2 separate regions of the Mus musculus genome follow, and region 1 is linked to region 2. A link is a contact called in public promoter capture Hi-C data. All regions are on one chromosome and are shown on one strand. Each heading gives the region's core, a stretch centred on a gene start, on an enhancer-like site or on the middle of the called end of the contact. The rest is flanking DNA. Distances are from core to core; before and after follow the strand shown.

Region 1 (5,405 bases), core at 1,424-3,923, 120 kb after region 2:
TTAGGGGTAGATTCAATAGGATAAATTAAATGAGAACTGGCTACTACTTGTTTAGAATAATACAAAAGAACCCATTTAATATGTGTCTTTGTTGCTGCTTTGAAAAAAATTGGGGGTGGGGAGGTTGTCTCTTTCCACCACCCTCCCCCAACAGGCTCTTCTTGATCTGGCCATTCTAGAACTCACCACGTAGACCAGGCTGACTTTGAACTCAGAGGTCCACCATTCTCTGTCTCCCTAGTCCTGGGATCAAAGGCGTGCGCCACTATGTCTAGCACTTTTAATATTTATGATTACCTTGTCAGAGTCATTATGTTAATAGACCTTGTTTGTTTGTTTGTTTGTTTTTCGAGACAGGGTTTCTCTGTGTAGCCCCTGTGAACATGATGGTATAGCTGTGCCCTAAATAAATAAATGAATGTATTAAAATATTTTTATTTTTCGTGGGTAGTAAGTTCAGATCAATCTTTTACTAACTCTATGAGCACTGGTAAACCCTTGTTAGTACTGACTTTATTTACCCATCTGTTCACCCTCCCTGGCCTTGATTTCCTTATGGGATACCCCAGTAAAGTCATGGGCCTAACACTTGGTTCGTCTTCTTTTTTTTTTTTTTTTGGTTTTTTGGTTTTTCGAGACAGGGTTTTTCTGTGTAGCCCTGGCTGTCCTGGAACTCACTCTGTAGACCAGGCTGGCCTCGAACTCAGAAATCCACCTGTCTCTGCCTCCCGAGTGCTGGGATTAAAGGCGTGCGCCACCACCACCTGGCTGATGGTATTTTAATTTGCATTTTGTCGTGATATTTATTTGGAGGTAGGTTTAGCTTTGTTGCATAAGCCTGTTGCAACTGGTCTTATCCAGGTTGCCTTTGTTGTTTTCCTGCCTGGGCTTCTCAAGTGCTGGATCCTTTTTTCTCTTTTTTAAAGATTTATTTATTTGTATTTATATGAGTACACTGTAGCTGTCTTCAGACATACCAGAAGAATACATTGGACCTCATTACAGATGGTTGTGAGCCACCATGAGTTGCTGGGAATTGAACTCAAGACCTCTGGAAGAGCAGCCAGTGCTCTTAACCACTGAGCCATCTCTCCAGCCCAAGTGCTGGATTCTTTGATTTTCTTTTCCTCCTATTGTGGTGAGCTTCTTGTGTGTGTTATTTTGAGTCAGGGTATCACTGAGTTCCCAGTCTGGTCCTGAACTCTCTCTGTGGCCTTAGCAGCCCCTGATTCTGTGCTTTAGGTGCCTACACCACCAGACCTGGCTTGACTCATTGCTACCTTATTTGATAGCACTAATAGACAGGGTCTTTGAGAGCCCCCTGTGGCCTTAAACTTACTAAGTAGCAGAAGATGACCTGGCTTCTAATATGGGGTACCATGCCTGGCTTATAATGTGGTTTTTATTCCTTTGTATAATTTTTTAAGCCTATCCAGTTGGGGGAGTTGGGGGGAAGAAGGGTGGGTAAGTGTCTCTGTGGCAACAATGTTCTTGGAGTAAATACTTTGGCTGTTATCCAAATAATAAAATCTTGAAGTTAGTTTAACTATTAGTCTGACTTTTAGGGAGCTGTTATGTATGAATTATAACCTTAACAAACATTTTGTAGATTGCTTTGATTCTAAAGGGTTTCTTCGTTTTTTACTTTTTGTTTTGTTTTGTTTTTTCCTGTTTCAACATTTTAGGAAGTGAGGGGGAAATGTAGATTGCTATACAAATCATGTAGAGGGCAATTATCTAAGCCAGGAAAAAATAGAGTAGGCAAGTTAAATTTTAGAGTGCAGTCTTGAATTTAAACTAAAAGAGTTGGGGATTACTTTTTTGAGAGAAGCAGTGAGGTAGACTTGTGTGTAGTGTGCACATTGAGAGCAGCCTGCAGTTGTATTGTGGCTACCGGAATCTCCCTCAGTTCTCTCCTTCAGAGTTTTTCCTGAGATACTGTGGTTACTCTCTGTAAAGGGATGTTTTTGATGTTATGCAGTTAAATTGTTCCTGTATTTGATACCTCACCATATAATCTGTAAGTGTCAAGATACAACATTATTAAACTATTGCAAAATATTGTCACTAGGACTCAGTAAATCTCGTAGCCAAGGATACATATCCTTTGCCCAAACCCCAATTTTGAAAAGGAATCTTGTATGGCTGGAAAGATGGCTCAGCGGTTAAGAGCACTGGTTATTCTTTCAGAGGTTCTGAGTTCAATTCTCAAACCATCTGTAATGAGATCTGCCCTTTTCTGGTGTGTCTGAAGACAGCTACTTATACACATAAAATGAATACATCTTTAAAAAAAAAGAAAAAAAGATCTTGCTTGAAAGGCATACTTTATACATTCAGTCCTCTCTTCACCAGTGAGAAAAACGGAGCCTCAGGCAGTTTCCCTGCTTTCCCAGAGGTACATAAAGGTGCTGCAGCTGGGCTTTGAGCTCAGCCTGACTGGAGGATCTTTCCCCCTTCCTCTTCCTGTTCTCACCCTTTAACACTATGCCTGATATTTTTAATGCCATGACAGAAACTCTACCTTATAATTAAAGAAAACTTTTAAAAGTAACTATGAACAAAGATTACAACTTGAATCTTTTCTGTTTGTCAGGCTTACCTAGTTCAAGAGAATAATTTGCTTAGTAAGGACTCTGGACATTGTCCGAGGCCTTGCAGGCTGCAGATTGGCATCCCAACTGTTGTCTGACCAGTGTTGACATCATCCCTTATATAACCGCACCTTACGTACCCTGGCATAGCTGAGGAGGCAGGCTGCTTCACTGTTTTTTATTTTTGTGGTTTAGACAGAATCAGGTGTGGGGGGGAAGGTCTCCACTGCACTGCCAGTTTAGGCTTCTATTTGGTTCTTCCAGAAAAACACTCTAGATGATGGGATTTATTGCACCTGCCTGAGCTTTAAATTAGGTGATGGTATGCTGTAGAGGAAATGGTATCTGAGCAGTTCTTCTTAGCATCTGCATAAGGCTTTGTGAATAGAGCCTCAGTAACCAGTTCTATGGGGCTGCTGATCTGCCTCATAAGGCTTAGACATTGATAGATTTCTCTTATAGGCTAATGCTGACTTAAATGTAGAATTGCAACCTTGTATGTTCTAAAGTACTTTGATAACATTTCTGTTTACTTACAGTCGTCAGAACCAGTTGAAAGACCAACAGCAACAGCAAGTGGTGCCATTGTGTCCCGATGACACTGAGTGTCTGACAGTGCCAAGATACAAGCGAGATTTGGTTCAAAAACTAAAAATCTTGCGGCAAGAACTTTCCCAACAGCAGCCTCAAGCTGGCCACTGCCGTATTGAGGTGTCTAGGGAAGAGATTTTTGAGGTAAATATATAATCCTTAATTCCAATTAGAAGAAAATTAAATTTAGTGATTTGCTCTTTTTTTTTTTTCCCTTTGTTTTGAGACAGTCTCACTGTGTAGCTCTGGCTAGCCTGGACCTGTTTGTATTGACCAGGCTGTTCGCAAACATCTGCCTCTGCCTCCCTCCCTCAAAGACTGAAATTAAAGGCATGTACCATCATGCCTGGACTTTGCTTTACTCTTTTTCTATTAGTTTATTTATGTATATATATTTTTAATCTATGAATATTCTGTATATACAGAAGAGAGCATCAGATCCCGTTACAGATGGTCGTGAGCCACTGTGTGGTTGCTGGGAATTGAACTCAGGCAGTTCAATTCCTTTGGCAGAGTAGCCAGTGCTCTTAACCACTGAGTCATCTCTCCAGGCCCCTTTTACTCTTTCTAAGAATACACTTTTGGAGCTCTTATCTGATTGGAGTAAAGGTATTTTCGTTCTTTTCTTTTTTTCTTTTATTTTTCTTTCCTTCCTTATTTTCTTTTTTTGCTTCTCTCTCTCTCTCCCCCTCCCATGTGTGTGTGTGTGTGTGTGTGTGTGTGTCTGTCTGTCTGTCTGTCTGTCCCCGTTTAGCCATGGCTGTCCTGAGCTCACTCTGTAGACTAGGCTGGCCTCAAACTTCAGAGATCTGCCTCCTGATGAGCTTTTTACAGTGTCATTTGTAAAAAGAACTTCTTCCCACTTGGAAAACACTAAATAATAATAGGTGATGCTTGTGCACTGGAAGGATCCAGAGGTCCAGGGTTCCCAGTCTTGGGAGGCAAAGGAGTCTTCATTAGAGGCTGTTAGTGCACTCGGGCCAGGATCATAGTCATGGCCAAGGCTGCAATCTTGGAGCTCATGGAGAGAAGTAAGGCTTGAAATGATAAGTAGATCCTGTTACCATGGTGGGCTTTGTGGTCAAGAATTGGGTGCTAGAGAAACAGCTCAGCTGTCAAAAGTACTTGTTCTTCCAGAGGACTTGAATTCAGTTACAGCATCCATGTCAGATGGTTCACAACCACCTATAAATCAAGATTCAAGGATGCAGTGGCCTCAGTGGACACCAACACATGCAATTGAGTAAAAATAAAAATAAATCTTTAATAAGGAGTTGGGGGCAGGGGGAGCTGGAGAGATAGTTAAGAGCCCTGACTGCTCTTCCAGAGGTCCTGTGTTTAATCCCAGCAGCCACATGGCTCACAGCTCTCTGTAATGGGATCTGATGCCCTCTTCTGGTGTGTCTGAAGACAGCTACAGTGTACTCGTATACATAAAATAAATAATTCTTTAAAAAAAAAAAATCAGGTCCCTAGGCAGAGATTCTTTTTCTTGTCTATCAGCCTCCAAAAATAAATTCTTGGGGTGGTCTTCATGATTAAGGTTGTAAAGATTAATAAGGCAGTCTTACATTGGCTAGTGGATGGGTTCAAGGCATTTGTTGGCCATTGGAGACTACAGTGGTCACATTGATGTTAGTGCTAGGTACACCAGTAAGATAGCCACCAGCATTCAAGCCCCCCCTATCATCTTATATAAACTCTCCATTGCCTTGGTACACAGAGGCTACCAAGGGAGCGAGATAATCAAATCCCATACTGTCCCAAGCAAGGTAACAGACCATAGGCACTGGTATCATCTGAGCACCTGAGTCCAAGAAGCTGTTGTTGATGGTCAGTATTGACTGTGGCCACCCAGGGCTGCCTTTGATGACATCTTCAAGATATACAGCTACCCCAGACCTTGAGAAACAGATGTGCTCACCAAGTCTTTCTATCAGAAACTACCTGATTATCTTATTGATATTAGGGTCTCTGTACAGAAGAGCCAGGATCCAGCTGTTGACTGCCATAAAGGAATTTTTATACAAGAAAAAGAAAGTGAGATAAGCCCATTTAAAGAAGATAAAGGCATGTGATACCACACTTAACTATACAATCGTAGCACTCTGGAGTTAGAGACAGGTGGATCTCCACAGTATCAAGGCCAGCCTAGTCTACATAGCAATTTCCAGGCCATCCAGAGGCCAACATTTATCTACGTAGGTTGTTCAAAGCCAG
Region 2 (5,507 bases), core at 591-3,090:
GCACACAGGGTACACAGAGATAGATACAATGACCACTGCAAAGATATTCAAGGCCAAATGCTTAGGCAAAACAAACAAACAAACAACAAAAAAACCCCAACACTTTTTAATTTATGATTTATTTGTTTATTTATATGCTTTGGTGTTTTGCCTGGATTTATGTTTGTGTGAGGGTGTCAGATCCCCTGGAACTGGAATTATAGACAATTGTGAGCTGCCATGTGGGTGCTGGGAATTGAATCCAGGTCCTCTGGAAGAGCAGCCAGTACTCTCAACTGCTGAGCCATCTCTCCAGCCCCAAGCCTTGGAAATTCTTAACGCATGAGCTCTGCTCTGTAAATAAGCGAGCTAGAAGCCACACGTGGGAATGACACCTCCTGCTATCTTTAAACTCTTATCAAAGGGCAGGCTTAAAGATGGCTTGCTTTGGTTTTCAGGAAGGGATTAAAAACAACTGCAGCTTTTATTAGCATGATTTAAATGCTCATAATAACATCCTCGCTTTGAGCTGCCCACTGCGCTTCATCATAAACATAAAGCCCAGGGCTTGTCTGTAGGTAGATCAGTGTGGTTACACAGGGTGGTTTTCTGTTCTTCTGGAAATGAATTGATGTCTCTGCCTGTTTCCACCTGAGCACTGTGTTTTCTGTGCTGTCCTTAAACAACCAACTTATTTTTTCACCACAGGTTTCCTGGTATGTGTTTTATGACCTTATAGCCCTTCGGTCAACAGTTCAGAGCCAAGCAAGGCAGAACAACAGCAGATCCACTGGAAATGGAGCAGAGAGCCACTGTATGGGTGCTAGAAATCAAAGCTGGGTCCTCTTTAAGAGCATCAAGTGCCCTTAATGGCTGAGATCTCTCTAGTCCCTTGATAATATTAATTGAGGCGAGGAGATCCACTGTGGGTGGAACCATTCCCTAGACAGGGCATTCTGAACTGTATAAGAAGAGGAAGCAAGCTGAGTATAGGCATGCTTGTATTTTCTACTACTCTTCCGACTATAGATCTGTGGGCTGGTTTCCTCAAACTCCTGCAGCCATGATGGACGGTAGCCTGGAACCGTGAGCTAAAGTGGACCTTTTCTCTCTCAAGTTGTTTTTATCAGGGTGTTTTTATTCTGTCTCTAGACACATAGCTAAACAAATAGAAGGTAGGTTTGCAAAGACGTAATGGCTTTGTAGGTTGTTTACCTCTGGCCTGGAGTCAAGGAAGCCAAGACTGATCTTTAGATCTTAATCTCAGGAATACTTTCTTGCATAGCTGTTTCTAGAAGCTATGGTCCATGGAGCACCAATTCCTACCTGCCTCTTGAGGGGCACACTTTCCACTCTGGGAGATGCTGGCACAGAAGCAGTCCAATGGTACCACCCACCCTCCCTGGTTCAGCATCCAGTCACCCCAGCTGGGGACCCCAGAAGAGGAAGCACCTGCTCGCCCTGACTTGAAGCTGCAGATCGCTTGCCGTCCAAAATGAGTCACGGAGGCACCGTGGAATGGATTTTACTCATCCCCCAGGCATGGACTCTTGGAAGACTCCAGAGTGACTAGCTTCAAGTGTTCTGTCTCAGGCACAGGGAATTTCATCCCTCTCTGAGTCTGCAGTCACTTCCCCTCTGGATACTTCCTGTTTCTGGGAGCAGGCAGCCTGCCAGGCAGGGCTCAGCCTCGGAGCAGACGGGCGGAGACATCCTTCCTCTTATTTCTAGTACTGAATCCCATCTTCCTTCCCTGTCAGAGATATCTATCGCAGCTCTCCGCCCTTCCCAGGTCCCTGCACCCACCGTGGGAGAGCGCAGAGGAACATAGTTTCATCTGCAACTCTGACCTTTGGCAGGTGCTTAGCAACCATTATTGATCACTGGCTTCTTGGGCACAGATAATCAGGAAAAGATCTAGGGCAAGGGTCCATTCATTCACTGACTTAATAAATATTTGTTAAATAACTACTATGTTCCGGGCCCTGTTCAAGATGCTGGGCTATGGCAGTAAACAAAGCCTATCCACCAATGTCCTCATAGCGACTATGTCCCACTGGGAGGGACAATTGGGAATCTAAACAGAAATGTAAAACATTATAGCATGCAAAATAGTGATAAATGCTAAGTAGAGAGGACAAAGCTGGGGGGGGGGAATATGAATTCTGGGTATGAGGGAAGTATAAATTATTAAATGGGGTGGCCGAGGAAGCTTTTGCTGCAAAGGGAATTTTGAGCAAACATTTGGAGAAGAGGAGAGAGGGAATTGGGGTGGGGGGGAGGCCAAGAGTCTTCTGGGAAAGGGAAAGAGTACATGCAAAGGCCCTGGGGTTGCGGATGTTCATGTGTGGACAGGTTGGCGAATAAGAGAAAGGATAGGGAGCTGAATAGAGTGTGTGAGGAGGGGGAAGATGCAGGAATTAAAACCAGAGAGGCTTCTCTATGGTAGCGTGGACTTTGGCTTTTACTCTACACTGCACGGGAAAGGAAAGCACTGGCTTTTAATTGAGATGTCCGTAAAGGGATTCTTGGAGAGCTGGAGTGACAGTTACCCGAAGATGGTGAGGACAGGATGTGGAATCAGGGAGACCAGTCCAGGGAGAGATTGGTGGCTTGGGCCACTGGTGGTGGCAGTGAGAGTGATAGGCAGATTAGAGAGGTCATAGGACCTGCTGGTGGGCTCAGATGTAGGGTGTGTGAAAACACACGGAGACAAAGGTAACACTTGCGAGGCTGAGGCAGGAGGATCACATGTTTGAAGCTATTCTAAATTATGTACCCAGACCAGTTTGGATTATATAGTGAGACCCTGTCAGTAAATAAGGGCAAGTGAGCTGGCTCAGTGGGTAAAGTGCCAAGCCTGAAGACATGATTTGACCCCTAGACCCCATATGGTGAAATGAGAGAACCAATTCCCCAAAGTTGTCTTCTGACCTCCACATTTACAACAGGATACATACACGCTCTTCCCCTCCCTCCAATTTATAAAAAACAAACAAAAAAAACCCCATCAACAAATAAAATAATATAAAAATAAAAAGAGGGCTGCGAACGGAGCTCAATAGTAGAGCATTTGCCTACCATGTGTGAGTCCCTGGCTCACATCCTAGTACCACAAACAATAAGAATACTGCAAACCAGTGGTCACCTTTCCATCACTAGAACAAAATACATGAGGTTGGGGCCTGGGGATGCAGCTCAGTGGGTTAGCTGAGCACACACAGAGTCCTAGGTTCGATCCCTGCCAATGCATAAGTTAGGTGTGGTAGTGCACACCTGGAGTCCCAGGACTTGAGAAGTAGAGGCAGGAGGATCAGAAATTACAGGCCATCTTCAGCTACATTATGAATCTGAGACCAGCCTGGACTACATGAAAACCAAAAAGGAAGCCCGAAGGTCAGTCAAGGAAAACCATCCATTAGATCGGGTGAGACTGTGGAATGAACGGCAGCTCTGCATCTTGGGAAGCCCTTTAAATCACTCTAGCAGGAGTGAAGGACTCCAGTGCTCCCTTTCTTTAGCAGCTAGGCATTTAGGAGCAAGATGGAGTAGGGAGGGATGCTGGGTGGGCACTTGACAGGGCTTCAGAACTAAGGGAAGATGGAGTTACTGAGTGGGGACCAAGGAGAGGCCACAGTATCAGCTTTTAGAGGAAGTAGCTGCCTGGTCTGGGAGTCTCCCCCTGATCCTGTCTACACAGTGGGCCAGCACTGCTCCAGTTAAAATAACAACTTCTTCTTCTTCTTCTTCTTCTTCTTCTTCTTCTTCTTCTTCTTCTTCTTCTTCTTCTTCTTCTTCTTCTTCTTCTTCTTCTTCTCCTTCTCCTTCTCCTTCTCCTTCTCCTTCTCCTTCTTCTTCTTCTTCTTCTTCTTCTTCTTCTTCCTTCTCCTTCTCCTTCTCCTTCTCCTTCTCCTTCTCCTTCTCCTTCTCCTTCTCCTTCTCCTTCTCCTTCTCCTTCTCCTTCTCCTTCTCCTTCTCCTTCTTCTCCTCCTCCTCCTCCTCCTTCTCCTCCTCCTCCTCCTCCTCCTCCTCCTCCCTCCTTCTTCCTCCTCCTCTTCTTCTTCCTCTTCTTCCTCCTCCTCTTCCTCTCCACCCCCTTGTAATATTGGAGATGTCATTACCTCCATTGCCCTCTCTGTGGTTTTGGGGATAGGGACAGGAGCATTTGGCCCACGCCTGCCTGAAGCTGCACCTGCAGCCATGAAGCTGCTTCCTGGATATTTTAAAGGGTTTCTTGAGTCTCAGTGACCCACATCCAGCCTGCTGTACCTTTTATTCCAACCTTTCACGTTCCTTGCCAAATAGCAATCAACTCTCTGGCCGCTCCAGAATAGAAGCTAGCGATGTTAAACAGAGCGGCCCCTGTGCAGTTGGGAGAAAAGAGGCGAGGGCACTTTTAGGTGTCTCGGCCTGAGGGCACACACGGTGAATCAGCCCTGTCTCCCAGAAGAGGAGTCTCCTGTCCTGTCCGCAAGTGACATACTTCACTTTAATCACCACTTTGCCTGGGCTTTCTGGTCTTTCCCTTCACAGCTCTGTGGTGTCTGTTACCATCCCTCCACCAGCTCCTTCCCTCCCAAAACATTCTGGAATTTTCCAACCATGAGATCTTTTTCTCTGGTCCCCCCCCACCCACCCATCCAACCCATATTTGTGGGTTTACAAGCTTTTATTTCTCGACTATCATTTTCATAAAGTCTCCCGAGGCAGAAAAGAAAAACACGCAAGAGCAAAACACCGTTATTAAAAAGCAAAACTTTGAAAATTATGCTGATGTCACCGCTTCACAGAGAAGTTTGGGGAGGGGGGAAGGTGGGGGGGATCAGTCATCCCACATTCCAGCAAAATCACCCTCCCTTCTGGGGTACGGCCATGTGACTCTCCTTGGTGCGTGTTTGCCGAATGTAGTCATAGTCTTGGTTTTTGTGAAGTCCATCTCCTTCCTGTTTCACTTGGCAAATTTCTTTGGAAGCATTTCCTCCCATGTTTTGACAGATTCTTTAAAAAACCGTTTTTTTGGGCTTATTTATTTTATATCTACGAGTGTTTTGCCTACATGTATGTGTGTGCCGTGTGTGGATATCTAGTGCTGGAGGAGGTGGATCCCCTGCAACTGGAGTTATGGATGGTGGTGACCCACACCACATGGATGCTGGGAATAGAACCCTGGGCCTCTATAAGAGCAGCCAGTGCTCTTAATAGCTGAGCCACTTCTCCAATCCTGGCATATTCTTCATAACTATAGCTTGGCATTTTTTTATTGCATTTCTTTATTTACTTGCCAAGTGTGTGGAGGTCAGAGAATAACTTGCAGGAGTGGATTGCCTCTTTCCATCATGTTAAGCATCTAACCCAGGTCCTGAGGCTTGGCCACAAGCATCTTTACTGGCTGGACCATCTAGCTGACGCTGTGACTGTAGCTTTTAGTGTATAATAGTCATCAAGGGAAATCACAAGAATGGGCTTTAATCAAATTTGTATAGCAGGCCCTTTCTTACCAAATATTCAAAATAGTCCTGGCGTTGGCT

Evidence for each region. Capture Hi-C pulls out chosen DNA fragments and counts their contacts.
Region 1: a promoter capture Hi-C map of liver shows a contact between it and region 2. The contact joins two enhancer-like sites. A contact is called at or near these places in 2 of 15 datasets of contacts at CTCF or cohesin (CD8 T cells and the NIH/3T3 cell line), 15 of 484 Hi-C or Micro-C datasets (the Ba/F3 cell line, the G1E-ER4 cell line, bone marrow-derived macrophages and 5 more), 10 of 115 datasets of contacts at active chromatin or transcription factors (the HPC-7 cell line, the NIH/3T3 cell line, T-cell acute lymphoblastic leukemia and 5 more) and 4 of 9 other capture datasets (adipose tissue, embryonic stem cells, liver and 1 more).

The regions. Positions count from the first base shown.
Region 1 is chr11:106,839,524-106,844,928 of GRCm38.p6, reverse strand. It overlaps Smurf2 (SMAD specific E3 ubiquitin protein ligase 2), which reads left to right. Exons shown (of 19, transcript NM_025481.3): 11 at 3,134-3,329. Among named protein-coding and RNA genes, the nearest start is that of Cep95, 53 kb to the right of the region's middle. Within about 2 kb of position 2,673, at least 4 of the 459 cell types and tissues checked have an H3K27ac peak or open chromatin away from gene starts, as enhancers often do. A contact at or near this core is called in hepatocytes and liver, where this site is marked.
Region 2 is chr11:106,953,699-106,959,205 of GRCm38.p6, reverse strand. No RefSeq gene overlaps it. Among named protein-coding and RNA genes, the nearest start is that of Smurf2, 36 kb to the right of the region's middle. Within about 2 kb of position 1,840, at least 106 of the 459 cell types and tissues checked have an H3K27ac peak or open chromatin away from gene starts, as enhancers often do. A contact at or near this core is called in hepatocytes and liver, where this site is marked.